Regions from separate parts of the Mus musculus genome. Here regions 1 and 3 are each linked to region 2. The links are chromatin contacts, called in public Hi-C maps. All regions are on one chromosome and are shown on one strand. The core of a region is the stretch at or near the end of the contact, and the rest is flanking DNA. Distances in the headings are between cores, read along the strand shown. Region 1 has its middle 37 kb from the start of Gm10248. Region 2 overlaps Lrmda (leucine rich melanocyte differentiation associated). Region 3 overlaps Lrmda (leucine rich melanocyte differentiation associated).

Region 1 (3,733 bases), core at 210-2,709, 320 kb before region 2:
GGATTTCCACATGAATTTGGGATCAGCCCTGTGATTGATCGGCTGAATGGAGAGACTGCTTATGCGTTTCAAAGACAGGCCTCAAGAGACGCATGCCTTTTCTCGGTTACTTCATAGGAAAACTATCACAGGAATAGTCTGCAAACTGTGTCTTGACAGGAGAATGAGGAAATGTCCTAACTAAACCTAGTTCAGAAGAGGGTCTGTACACAAACCTCAAACACTGAGTCATTGTGTCATTGAGATGAACCCAACCTAATATGAATCAGGAACACCCAGATGACCCACAGATAGAGAACACGGAATAATGAATGACTACTGTGTTAAGCTACTGAATTTGGAATAATTCCTTGCATGGTAACAGCTAACTGATTTAATCCCTAGTATTTGAAGAAAGTTTCCTGCCTGCTATAAATATGTCTAGAAATTTTCTGTCTGTGTAGACTTTCTCATGTCCACCTACTCTTCACAGACATTAAGAATAAGGCCACAGCTCCTCTAGAATTATTCTAGCAATGTCCAGTGTGATCCTGCCACACGTGTTTTGTCATGTATTCTTTTTTAGACTTCTATGAAGGAACTATTCATCTATCTTCTGATAACTTGGGCTAAAACTCAGAAAGGACATTAGAACAAAAGTGAGGCTAGGCTAGACAGTAGGTGCTAGGCTAGACTATGCTAGGAGGTAGATCCCAAGGCTAAGAGAAGAAACAGGAAATGCTGTGGTATCTCTCTATGCCTGTTTACTTCTCTTGGTGTTTTTTATTGTTCCTTTGGACACAATTCACCCAGAGGACCCGTGTTTGCTCCTTCATTGTTGCTGATTCCCTACCATGTACTGGCCTTTTACTATAAAGCATAGTCTACATCCAACCCAAATGAAAGACCTTATTGTACCTCAAATACCTAATTCTGAATGCTTCCCCATGAATCCTCTTATTCCCAGGACACTTGGGTTATAGCTGTGTTGAAGAAGGCCTCTCACTTTTGTGGCTTTAGTTGGCACGTCTGCAATCCTAGGGAACTGGGTGCCGGGAGGGCCTCTGTGACTTACAGTCATAAAATTCTCTGATGAGTCTTATCTGTGCAACCAGACTCATATAAACATAAATTTTTAGCTTTGGAAGAACATGTGAAACCGTCCATCCCAACACTTTAATTTATGAACAAGGAAGTGGAGCCCTCAACAGAAAAAGTGGTTGGCCTTGGCCCACCCAGCAAGTTCACAGCAGGGCTAAGATGGGAGCCTGAGCTCTTTGTTTTCGTCATTGTGTCTGCTTTAACTTCCTTGAGGACAGGGAATAATTTCGGATTCATCTTCTCTTCTTTGTCTTCAGCCACAGAATCCTGGAGTTGTAACCAACACTCAATAAATCTCAAGAAATATCTGTTGACTCGGAATGAGAATGAGCAAGCATTGCTTATGCAGCCAAGACAGCAAATTTCTGTCTGTTCAGCCAAGAGACCATGAGTGCCACAGCCCCTGGAGGTCTTCCTGCTCTGTGTGGGGCAGTATTTTGACCACGCAGAGCTAGTCTCTTGAGTTATATGTTTGATCAAAGAGACAAAGCACACCCTTATCTAGTTCTCTGTTGACATCACTGCATCCCCAAACACAGTGCTGCTCACCATGAGGCTCAGTGGGCAATTTACACCTAATTTCTCACTCACAGTTCAGGCTTTGACTAAAGCAATAGGCTGTGGGTAAGGAAATCATGTGTTATGTTTAGGCAGACAGCCACTAAAAGCATGTGCTGGGTCATAAGCTCTGATTTCTGCAACAGGAAATAGTATCAACTCACCAGGAGGCTCCAGCAAGGGGGTAAGGACAGTTGGACTTGGACTATTATCATGGTACCGAATATCCTTCCTTTTTTTTTTTTCAGAGCTGTGAAGTTGGAAAATAGTTTCCACCTGCATGGCAGTGAACTGAAAAGGCAGAGGACCCATGCCGTCTGCCGGCTTTCGAAGCCACAAGCAGCAGCAGCCAGGGACTTGCTTCCGGCGCTAGTAGCAGTGAAGGAGGCAAGTCCACAAAGGGACAAGCCAAATAGTGTTAGGTCTCAAATGTGTTTGGGAAAGTCTATTTAGGGACTTTTTAAAAAACAAAAGCCTTTACTTTCTTCTTCAGTGCTTTACAGTTTTCATTGTATTTGTCATTGCATCCCTAATAGAAACCATGATTTGGGGAGCTAGGGTATTCTGAATAGGATTGTTTCCCCATAAGTGTCTCAGTAGGTTTATCTTTGGTTTATAGGAAGGCAACTGGCTTGGGCAGGCTCATTATATAACCTGCTGCTGTATTTTAAAAGCATATGTTCTTTGATTCAGGGAAACAGGACATGCATATGAGTTAATAATACAACAGAAGTCCTTAAACTCCAATTTAAAAAGGAGGACATTGCCAGAAATGTTTGGACCTACTTAGAACCCTTCACTGTTCCCATGGTGTGTGTGTGTGTACACTCATGTGTGCACATACATGTGCTTAAGCATATTGAATACATTATTTATTTTGTTCTTTTGTACTCTCACAGAGAATGAGCTATGTTATACATAGTCTTCAACGACATTTATTATATATCTAATAGTAATCTTTCTATTATATGTATCAATTTAATACACCATGCAATGAGCTTCCCACCATTCTTTAAGTCTATACTAACCTAGATGGACATTTAGCTGCTTTCTGTTTCTCCCTCATAAGTAATGCTGAGATTAATAGTCTTAAAATGACTGCAGCCAACATTCAGGAGACTCTCTATTCATTTACGAAGAGTACAATAGCTTCCCCATTAGTAAGGTGCACTTCAGATTTACAAGATAAAGGCAAATTATTTTACAAATATACATTCTCTACCCACAGGACAGTATTGCGTTAGGCTTGGTACTGGGTCTCTGACTCTGTCACACCTCAAGGGCTTGGTCACTGTGAATCACATTTCTGAAAAAAATTTAAATTCTATCTCTAGTGCTCAAACTTTGCCAAGACTAGAGATGCTCTCTGGGCAGAGTGGCCTGTCTTATTTCTCTTCTTTTGCTCATGTCTCTTCTTATGAATATTTTATGATTATAGAGTCCCCGCCAATCTCCTTCCACTTTCTAGATACGCATCCCTGAAAGGAGTTATCACCACACTCCAATCTATGCTGTTGTTCTGGGGTCTGGCTAAAACATTGCTCTTATTGGCCAAGGCAAAATTTTTCTCAGAATTTTATGATATCGGACTGTCTATATCATGCTGATGAGATTTTTTTGTGTTCCTAATTGTTTATATGGACAGAGTCCCTGAATCATACATTTTTTAGGAAGCATATATACTCTAGACATGTGTAAGAGAACATTCAACAATCTCAGGACCACTTAGGCAGGGTCACATTTAAGGTTTGGAACCAGGTGAGTATGACATCATATCTTATTGTGGTGATAATTTATGTGTCTCCAGTTATTAACTAATTTAATCATTTATTGATATATTATTCCCTTCTAGTTTTCCTATGAAATACCTTTTGAGTTTCAGTGCCATGTTTGTTAGTTGTGGCAAAATATGCATAACATAAAATTGACCATTTTATAGTTCAGTAGTGTTAAGTATATCCATGTGCCTGTACAATGAGTCTTCAGAACTCTTTGATCTTAAAAACTAAAACTCAGTAGTCAATAAATAACTGCCCATTTCCATGAGGAGTCATACCATTTTATATTGTCTCCATAAGTTCCATTCTCTCTATAT
Region 2 (3,665 bases), core at 602-3,101:
GAGATCATTTTTTCCATCATATTCCATTCATAAAAGCTATTCTTAAACGTTTTTCCTGACCTCACTCTGTCCCAGCAGAAGTCTCGACTGTCTCAACTGTATTTTGCCACAGTCATAAACAGAAGGCTCCGTATGTTCGTTCCCTTTCATTCACACACAGGACCCCTGGGTTTGTTGGGTTTAGCTTGCAAGTATCCACCCTGGTGTCCAGAGAGGCCAATGACACAGGGGCAGGAAACAGAAGGGGAGGTGAACCCACTGAAACAACAACGAGCCAAGAGAAAAACGACACTAAAAAAAAATTTATTTTGGGACTCTGGGTGCTGGCTTTGGTCGGCATGAAACTAATTCCACTGGCTTTTCACCACAACTCCCTATTCGCACGCACTCGCCTTCCTTCACCAAAGAACCCCGGAGAGCTCACTTTGAGGGCTAAGGACGAAGCTCAGCTGGCAGAGTACTTGGCCTGGCATGCATGGGGCCTGGAGCTCAGTCCCCAGCACTGCATAAACCCGGCATGGTGCCTCAAGGCCATATAATTCCAGTGCTTGAGACGAGGTTAGGGGAATCAGAAGTTCCACACCATCATGGCCGCCTAGCAAGTCTGAGCACTGCCTAAGATACAGGACAGTCTGTCCCCAAACAAATAAACAAATAGACAAGTTAGAGGCTGAGTTCCTGGCCTACCCCAAAAGTCCTAGCTGAAGCAATAATCCTTAGAATGTTCTTTTAAAACAGAAATCTGACAAAGTTGCTTTTCTGCTTAAAACAGCATGTAAAGTTTGGCCTGAATTTCAAGCTTTGAACATGGCCAATAAGGCCCCAGGGCACAGCCTTTCCTTCTTTGCAGGCCTGACTCTTGCCTCTCCCCTTGTTTGGCAAGCAGGAACCTGTCTGGCAGCTTTTCTATTCCTTCAGGTGCTCAGTCCTGAGATCCGGAGATCTTCACCGAATAGAATAATCTTTCTCCTGACGCTTTCTCTCCAGCATGCTCTGCCTTAGTGATAGTCCCCTGCTATACTGCAAACTCCCCACACATTTTGTCACCACAACCCTGAATAGCTGACTCATAGTAATGTCTCAATAAATTCTTGTCACACGATAAAATACATTTATTTAATGCTAAACAAACACCATCCTTCAGTCTCCACGGGTTCAAAGCAACAAAGTAAAAAATAAGTTAAAAATAAAACAACAAAACAACGTAACAAAGTAGCAAAGCATTTGTATCAGCCTTCCCAGTCACTGCACACTGTTTTCTAAGGGAAATAACCCCTTTAGAGCCCTTGATGCTCACTGAGTGGAACACACAGGGTCCTGCAACCCCCATTCCTCATGGGCAGCCTCTTCTCAAGGAGGGCCCTGTTGATTCTTGCTGCATGCAAGGGCTTAAGTTACAGCACACACTTTGCCAAAAGGAGTCATCAGAGGTTGTTTAGAACAAAAGAAGACTTCCTTCCCGGGGTTCAGCCTGATCCACAAGTGATAGAAACAAAAGCAGAGCCCGTGGCTTCCAAGATGCATTCAGAGTCCTCAGGCTGGGCTGGGGCTCCAACAAGAGGCCACTGGGCCCCATGCTAAGTGAAGCAGCATACGGCTCACTTAATTGGGCTTGCCTTTTATTATACTTCTCTCTTGCTCCTGCAACCTGTGATTTTTTTGATGAATGCATCATAAAATGTTTAATCCAAATGAAGACCAAAGGAGTGCAGGGAAGCATCCATTAGTCACTGCCAGATCCTCCAACGACAGGAGACAGGGTCTTAAGGACTGCTATTAGGGACGGAGCCCGGTTGCAATGCAGCCCTCGTGCTGCGCGGCTCAGTCAGCAGAAGGGGGAGCTGTAGTGTAACCTATTTGAGATGTAAATCTAGAGCTGGCAGTGCTGCAGATTAGAGACTGTGGTCGCTGCTGTCGGCCGGTCTACAGCAATACTATATATCCTGTCCTGGTCGGTGCAGGTCATTAACAGGACGCGGAATGGTGTTAGTAAATGTGAACATTAAGAAACCCAGGTCAGCAAAGGACGGAAAGCATGGCAGCCACACTTCAAGGGGAATCAACCCCCCGGGAAGGGGAGATTGCATGGATACAGAAACAGGCAAGTGACAGTGTTAGCTTTGAGTGACAACAGACGAGCCACCACAAACGTGATAGGGTGGTATCTTGACATGAGAGAAATTAGACATGGAAGAGGGAAAATGAGAGAAACAGAATAGGGGACAAGGAGGAAAGGGAGGAAGGAGGGGAGAGGAGAAAGAGGGAAGGAAGAAGAGGGGGAGAGGATGGAGGAGGGAACAGAGTAGAGGTCTTCTGTCCATGCCTGCATACAGCAACAAGGAAGGTTTCACGAACACACAGTCCCAGGAGGGCTGGAGGGACATTGCCCCTCTTTGTGTGGACCTTGCATAAAAACGGGACAAAAGACTCAGAACAAGGCCCCTAGCTTCCCGGAGCCGAGCCATAGCTGCTGCTTGGGCTCTATTTTTTGACCAAGTCAGGTGTCCCTACTGCCAAAGAAGTTTTCCTTTTTCCCTGACTCCAGGCACTTCCTGTTTCCTTCAAGTGGAACTCCCCAAGACTCATCAAATCCACAATTTAATTACATCTCAGAGAGAGAGGGAGAGAGAGAGAGAGAGAGAGAGAGAGAGAGAGAGAGAGAGAGAGAGAGAGAGAGAGAGAGAGAGGAAGGAGAAGGAGGAGTGTAAACATGACTTCTTTTTATCTCCCGATACATCTGGACAAGTAGACAATGTGCTAAAACAAAATAAATCTGCCCTGACAGACACATCAAAGGGGCTTGCAGCTACTTACAGCCCAGGAATGCAGTTGCTAAGCATCGGCCAAAGACTTATCAGTCCTTGGAAGAAATGCTTTTTTCTCCCTTTGAGGGGGGCGATGAGGAAGGCTGGGGAGTGGGAACCAGCCTGCAAAAGGAGACTGGGGATTTGCAGGGATTTTGAAGCTTAAAATGAATTGTGTGAAGAAAAGGAGTTTTGTGGTGGTTTTCCTTTTGACGTACGGCCTATATTTTTATAAAGGTTGCCCATGGAAAAGCCCTCCAGAAAGGGCTCTTTAGGATTTTAATAGAAAGAAGATTGTGAAAAAAAAAATATAAAAAACACTATATACAAAGTTCTATGGATTTCTCCAGGTGATTCAAGCCTAATGCTAGCTAGTCCAGGATCAGGGGAAATATCTCACACTTACCAGAGTCAGGAGGGATAAATCCTTAAGCAGCCATAATAAAAAGTAAATCTCCCAACATCATAAGGTACACACAATATTTTTTTCTAGAAGGCAGGAAATGGAGCATCTACTCTCAGAAACACAATAAAAATGTGAAAATGGAACCCCCTGGAGCCCCAAACCAAACCAAGTGTGAGGTGGGACTAGGGAAACAACTGTATGGGCTAACCACTCTCCATGAGAGGGAGAGGAGTTGAGTTTGGATTCACAGCACCTAGGGAAAGCTAGAGAAAGGAAGCAAACTTCTTGAATAACAGAGCTGGTTTGGACGTAGAGACAGGATGGTCCCTGGATTTCTCTGGCCAGCTAGTCTAGCAGAATCAGTGAACTTCGGGATTAGTGAGGGAACCTTTCTCAAAAATCAAAAAGATAGAACACTATAAATGGAGACGACTAACTGTGACCTCCGTGTGTGT
Region 3 (3,844 bases), core at 913-3,412, 280 kb after region 2:
GAAGCATGCCTTTATTCATGATGGTGGGAAAGGTAACAAAACACCTGTAAGCAAGCCCCATTCATAAACCCATAGAAGATATAGCCACCCATGTCCAGTGACCAAGTCACATGCTTTGCACTCTCTTTGTTTTTACACTTGCTAGCTTGTAACTTTACACAAATTCTTAACCTCACTGGACCCCATTTTATTTATGTTATTCACTGATAAATTTGTTGGAATTAAATGACATAATACATACTGAACACATGCCCAGAGTCTGGAGCATAAACCCAGCAAATCATTGAGTTATCGCCATCATTGACTTCATGATAAATATAATCATTGCTTCAACTAGGTTTTCTAAGCAGGTCCCCAGATACATCTTGAAGATGCCCATCCTTTGTCCACTCAAATTCATGCTCTCATAAGTCAGATACAACTCTCTGTTGAACACACAAGTGTTATTCAGGGACAGTGAGATTGCAAGAGGTAGTAGATGTTGTATGATACAGCATAAGAGACATTTGGAAAAGAAGTCAGAAATCTCACTCTAGTCCCAGCTCAACACTAACTACACTTCTCAATTCTGCAATACCATATAGCTATATTTAATAAAATTTACTCACCTATACCTATAGATAGATAGATGGAGAGAGAGAGAGAGAGACTCCTAAAATAACCAAGTTCTCTGTTCAGATCTCATATGTACTGTATGTAGTGTGTGTGTGTGTGTGTGTGTGTGTGTGTGTGTGTGTGTTTCTCTATAATAACCAGGTTCTCTGTTCAGATCTCATATACATGGATATATGTATTTCTTCTGGTAGTACAGAATTGTTTATACTCATGTGAAATATTGGTTCCATTTCACAGGTGAGGTATCTGAAGTCCTCAACACTCCAAGTACCTGCCATCATAGCTGCCCTGCCTTAAGAAAAAAATTGGAATCTCAGCCAGGTTACCAGAGCTCAGCCCTGAGCAGTCATACCCACACACACATACCAGTCTTCAGAAGAGCTACTTACCCATAGTTCCTCAGTCCTGATCTCTACCACATCTCTCATCCTGGTCTCAGCAGCCTCTGGCATTTCCCAAGCACACAGTTCACCAAACTGGACTATTTCCTCTTTATTATCTACACAAATATTCTTAATTATTTCTCCTCCAACCCGAAGTACTTATTTCTTATTTATGGGTGTAAATATAAAACCAGCAGGGCTCATATTTCACAGGGAGCCATTCCAACAGCATCCAGAACCTTCCAAATTCCAGGAGCAGGAGAGCTGATTCTCTACTGTTTCATTATAAAGGGATTTACCATAAATATTAGAATTTGAATTCCACCCAAGTAATGCATTAATAGATACTAAACCATTAATAATTTCTGTACTTTTTCATAAATGGGCAAAATCCAATAAATAAACTATATCTCTTTCACAGCAGAGCAGGGTTAACAAGTACCAAGGAGATTTCAAAGACAAACTGCTGGTAGGGCCTGCCAGGAGCTAAGATTCATAATGAAACTACAAATTCTGGAGACCCATTTTTTACTGTCTGCCATGGCAAGTATCTAAAATTAAATGCTAAGCCGAAATCTGTCCTGGAGTCTGACACACAGCAGTTAAGGTAAACAATCTCTGAAATTAAAAACAGATTCTAGATAATAAATAAGTCCTTGTATGTCTCACTCTGATAACAGATACCTCTGCCTGATAAATCAAAGGCCCAAGCCCTACAGAGCCTTTCTAAATTAGGCCAGATGATTCACCTAAAATATTTCATCTTGTGTGTCCTGTCTTAATGAACGGCAGTAATGAATAGTGCCTTAGCAGCGATTGCAGCAAGCCAAAGGCCTCCAGGCTAATTATACCAAAGGCCAGAAGAAGCTAGCTGCTCCATGAGATACTTGTGTGTTGGCAAAGTACAGGGGCCTAGGAGCAAAGGGGGTCCAGCATTGCTACTGAGCATCCAGGTAAATAATTCTAATTGGCTGCCAATTTCTTCTGCAACCATCCTAGCACTCTAGAAATCTGAGTATGGGGAGCAAAAGTAAAAAACACTGGAGACCCGAGGAATCTGAGCCTCCTTGTCTCTCGTTGTTCAGGTAGAGACAGAGCCTTGGGTATCTTTGCATCTCACTTTCCATATCTATGGAGTAGGGTTGACAATGCCTGCATAGCTTACCTCTTAGGACTGGGATGGAGAATAGATGGAGGTGCACATAGATGCACTGAAGCACATAGAACCCTCTGCTGTTCCCCATAGCACTAATGTCCAGGCATTTATTCATAGGTTTCTGTTAGATGCTGTAGTGAGCAGAATAGACAAAGCTGTCTGCCCTAGTGGAATGGGATTCTGCGAAAGGGCAATGCATATAACCTACAGGCAGCTAAATATACTGGAAGATGGTGGTACGTTTAGGGAGAAAACTAAAGCAGATGAGGGAGTAGGGTATGGGCAAGATGATACAAGTTTTAAAAAGAGATCAGAGATTTCATAAAGGACATGGCTTTTGATTAAAGACTAGAATAAGGAAGGACCGTGACCTCTCTAAACACTGCAGTAGAATAAAGGGAAAACTGGGAGCAGAGTAAAGGTAGGCAGACGGTTCTAAAGAGCTCCAAGGATGGGCTAGAAGCTACTGGAGCAGAGGAGCTGAGACAAGAGACTAACCAAGGGCAAGGTATAAAGTAGCAGGGAGGCTCTTCGCCTCCAGGGACTGTGCAGAAAACAGGCCTTGGGGGAAAGTCTGAGCAGAGAAGTAACAGGGTCTAACTGGGGACATTTCAGTAAAATGTTCTGCACTCAATCTGCTGGGAATAATAACATGCCTGTTATTTGGTCATTATGCTAGCATTACTACATTGCTGGGTGGCTCTGCTCTGAAGCAAGGTGAAACCTGACAGGAAGAGATGGAGAGATGATGGATACAAAACAGAGGGCCTTAGAGAGGGCTTGCCAACGTGTGAGTGGGACACAGGGAGGCACGAATGTGATTTTTGGCTGATTGAGATCAGCGAGCAGCCTAGACACTCAGACCAGCCTCTGTGTATCCTGTTTAGACTGTCAAGTCACATGACATTGGAGATGGATGGATGAGGAAAAACAATGGAAAGAGAAAGACCAGTCTCCAATTCCTATGCCTTCCTGGCAGATACTCAAGTGGCATAAGGCCCCGGGTTCTGTAAGCCAGGCTTATAGGGCCTGGCTGTTCACTAAAAATGGAAATAAGTCTTCTTTTAAAAATGGGTGAGCATGGTTGGACGCCCCACATCTATATTTTATTGACATTTGGTGTCAGTGCAAGTAGCAAACACATCATTCTTTAAAAAGCCATCTCACTCCATGTCTCAGAGCAGAACATGACAAGGGGGTCATTCCATTAGTGATTGGAGCTGCTTTTAAATGGAACACACATAACCTGATTCCAATTAATGAAAGTATGCGGCAATTCTCACTGATGGTAATGTTGAACTAATGTTTAAATCTTGCTCACTCAAATTCACCAGCTCCTCAAAAGCAATGCTAATCCCTCCATGAGAAATTAGGACTCAGTGTTGCATTTTTTTTCTCCTGGTGACTTGGCATTTGTCCTAGGGCTACATGAGATTTCTGCTACTTCTGCAAGGAGTGGCCAAGTCCACATGCATCCTAGTTGAATGTCTTTCTTTTACCAGTCATTGACCAAGAGCACAGATTTTCACGAAATCTCATACACATCACCACCCTGGAGAGGCTTCAGAGTGCAAAGAATTTAGGCTCAAGGTCTCTGCAGTCCTAATACAGGCACTCTTGCTCAGAAAATAGAGTATAGTAGTGAAGTCTGGCCATTCACACTACCTGCACAATGCCCTCTATGAGCATG

The links. Hi-C and Micro-C count contacts between places; a contact is called where the count stands out from the background.
Region 1: a Hi-C map of the C2C12 cell line shows a contact between it and region 2, with 2.7 times the contacts expected there. The contact joins two enhancer-like sites. A contact is called at or near these places in 5 of 484 Hi-C or Micro-C datasets (the C2C12 cell line, the N1E-115 cell line, adipose-derived mesenchymal stem cells and 2 more) and 1 of 115 datasets of contacts at active chromatin or transcription factors (fibro-adipogenic progenitors).
Region 3: a Hi-C map of the N1E-115 cell line shows a contact between it and region 2, with 2.9 times the contacts expected there. The contact joins two enhancer-like sites. A contact is called at or near these places in 1 of 15 datasets of contacts at CTCF or cohesin (the NIH/3T3 cell line) and 1 of 484 Hi-C or Micro-C datasets (the N1E-115 cell line).

Annotation. Positions count from the first base shown.
Region 1 is chr14:23,129,752-23,133,484 of GRCm38.p6, reverse strand. No RefSeq gene overlaps it. Among named protein-coding and RNA genes, the nearest start is that of Gm10248, 37 kb to the right of the region's middle. Within about 2 kb of position 1,459, at least 29 of the 459 cell types and tissues checked have an H3K27ac peak or open chromatin away from gene starts, as enhancers often do. A contact at or near this core is called in the C2C12 cell line and uterus, where this site is marked.
Region 2 is chr14:22,806,632-22,810,296 of GRCm38.p6, reverse strand. All of the region lies in intron 5 of Lrmda (leucine rich melanocyte differentiation associated), which reads right to left. Among named protein-coding and RNA genes, the nearest start is that of Gm30926, 7.1 kb to the right of the region's middle. Within about 2 kb of position 1,851, at least 77 of the 459 cell types and tissues checked have an H3K27ac peak or open chromatin away from gene starts, as enhancers often do. A contact at or near this core is called in the C2C12 cell line, the N1E-115 cell line and uterus, where this site is marked.
Region 3 is chr14:22,528,774-22,532,617 of GRCm38.p6, reverse strand. The region is part of intron 2 of Lrmda (leucine rich melanocyte differentiation associated); the gene reads right to left. It overlaps 4930405A10Rik (RIKEN cDNA 4930405A10 gene), which reads left to right. Exons shown (of 4, transcript NR_046307.1): 3 at 1,420-1,605. Among named protein-coding and RNA genes, the nearest start is that of 4930405A10Rik, 12 kb to the left of the region's middle. Within about 2 kb of position 2,162, at least 1 of the 459 cell types and tissues checked has an H3K27ac peak or open chromatin away from gene starts, as enhancers often do. A contact at or near this core is called in the N1E-115 cell line, where this site is marked.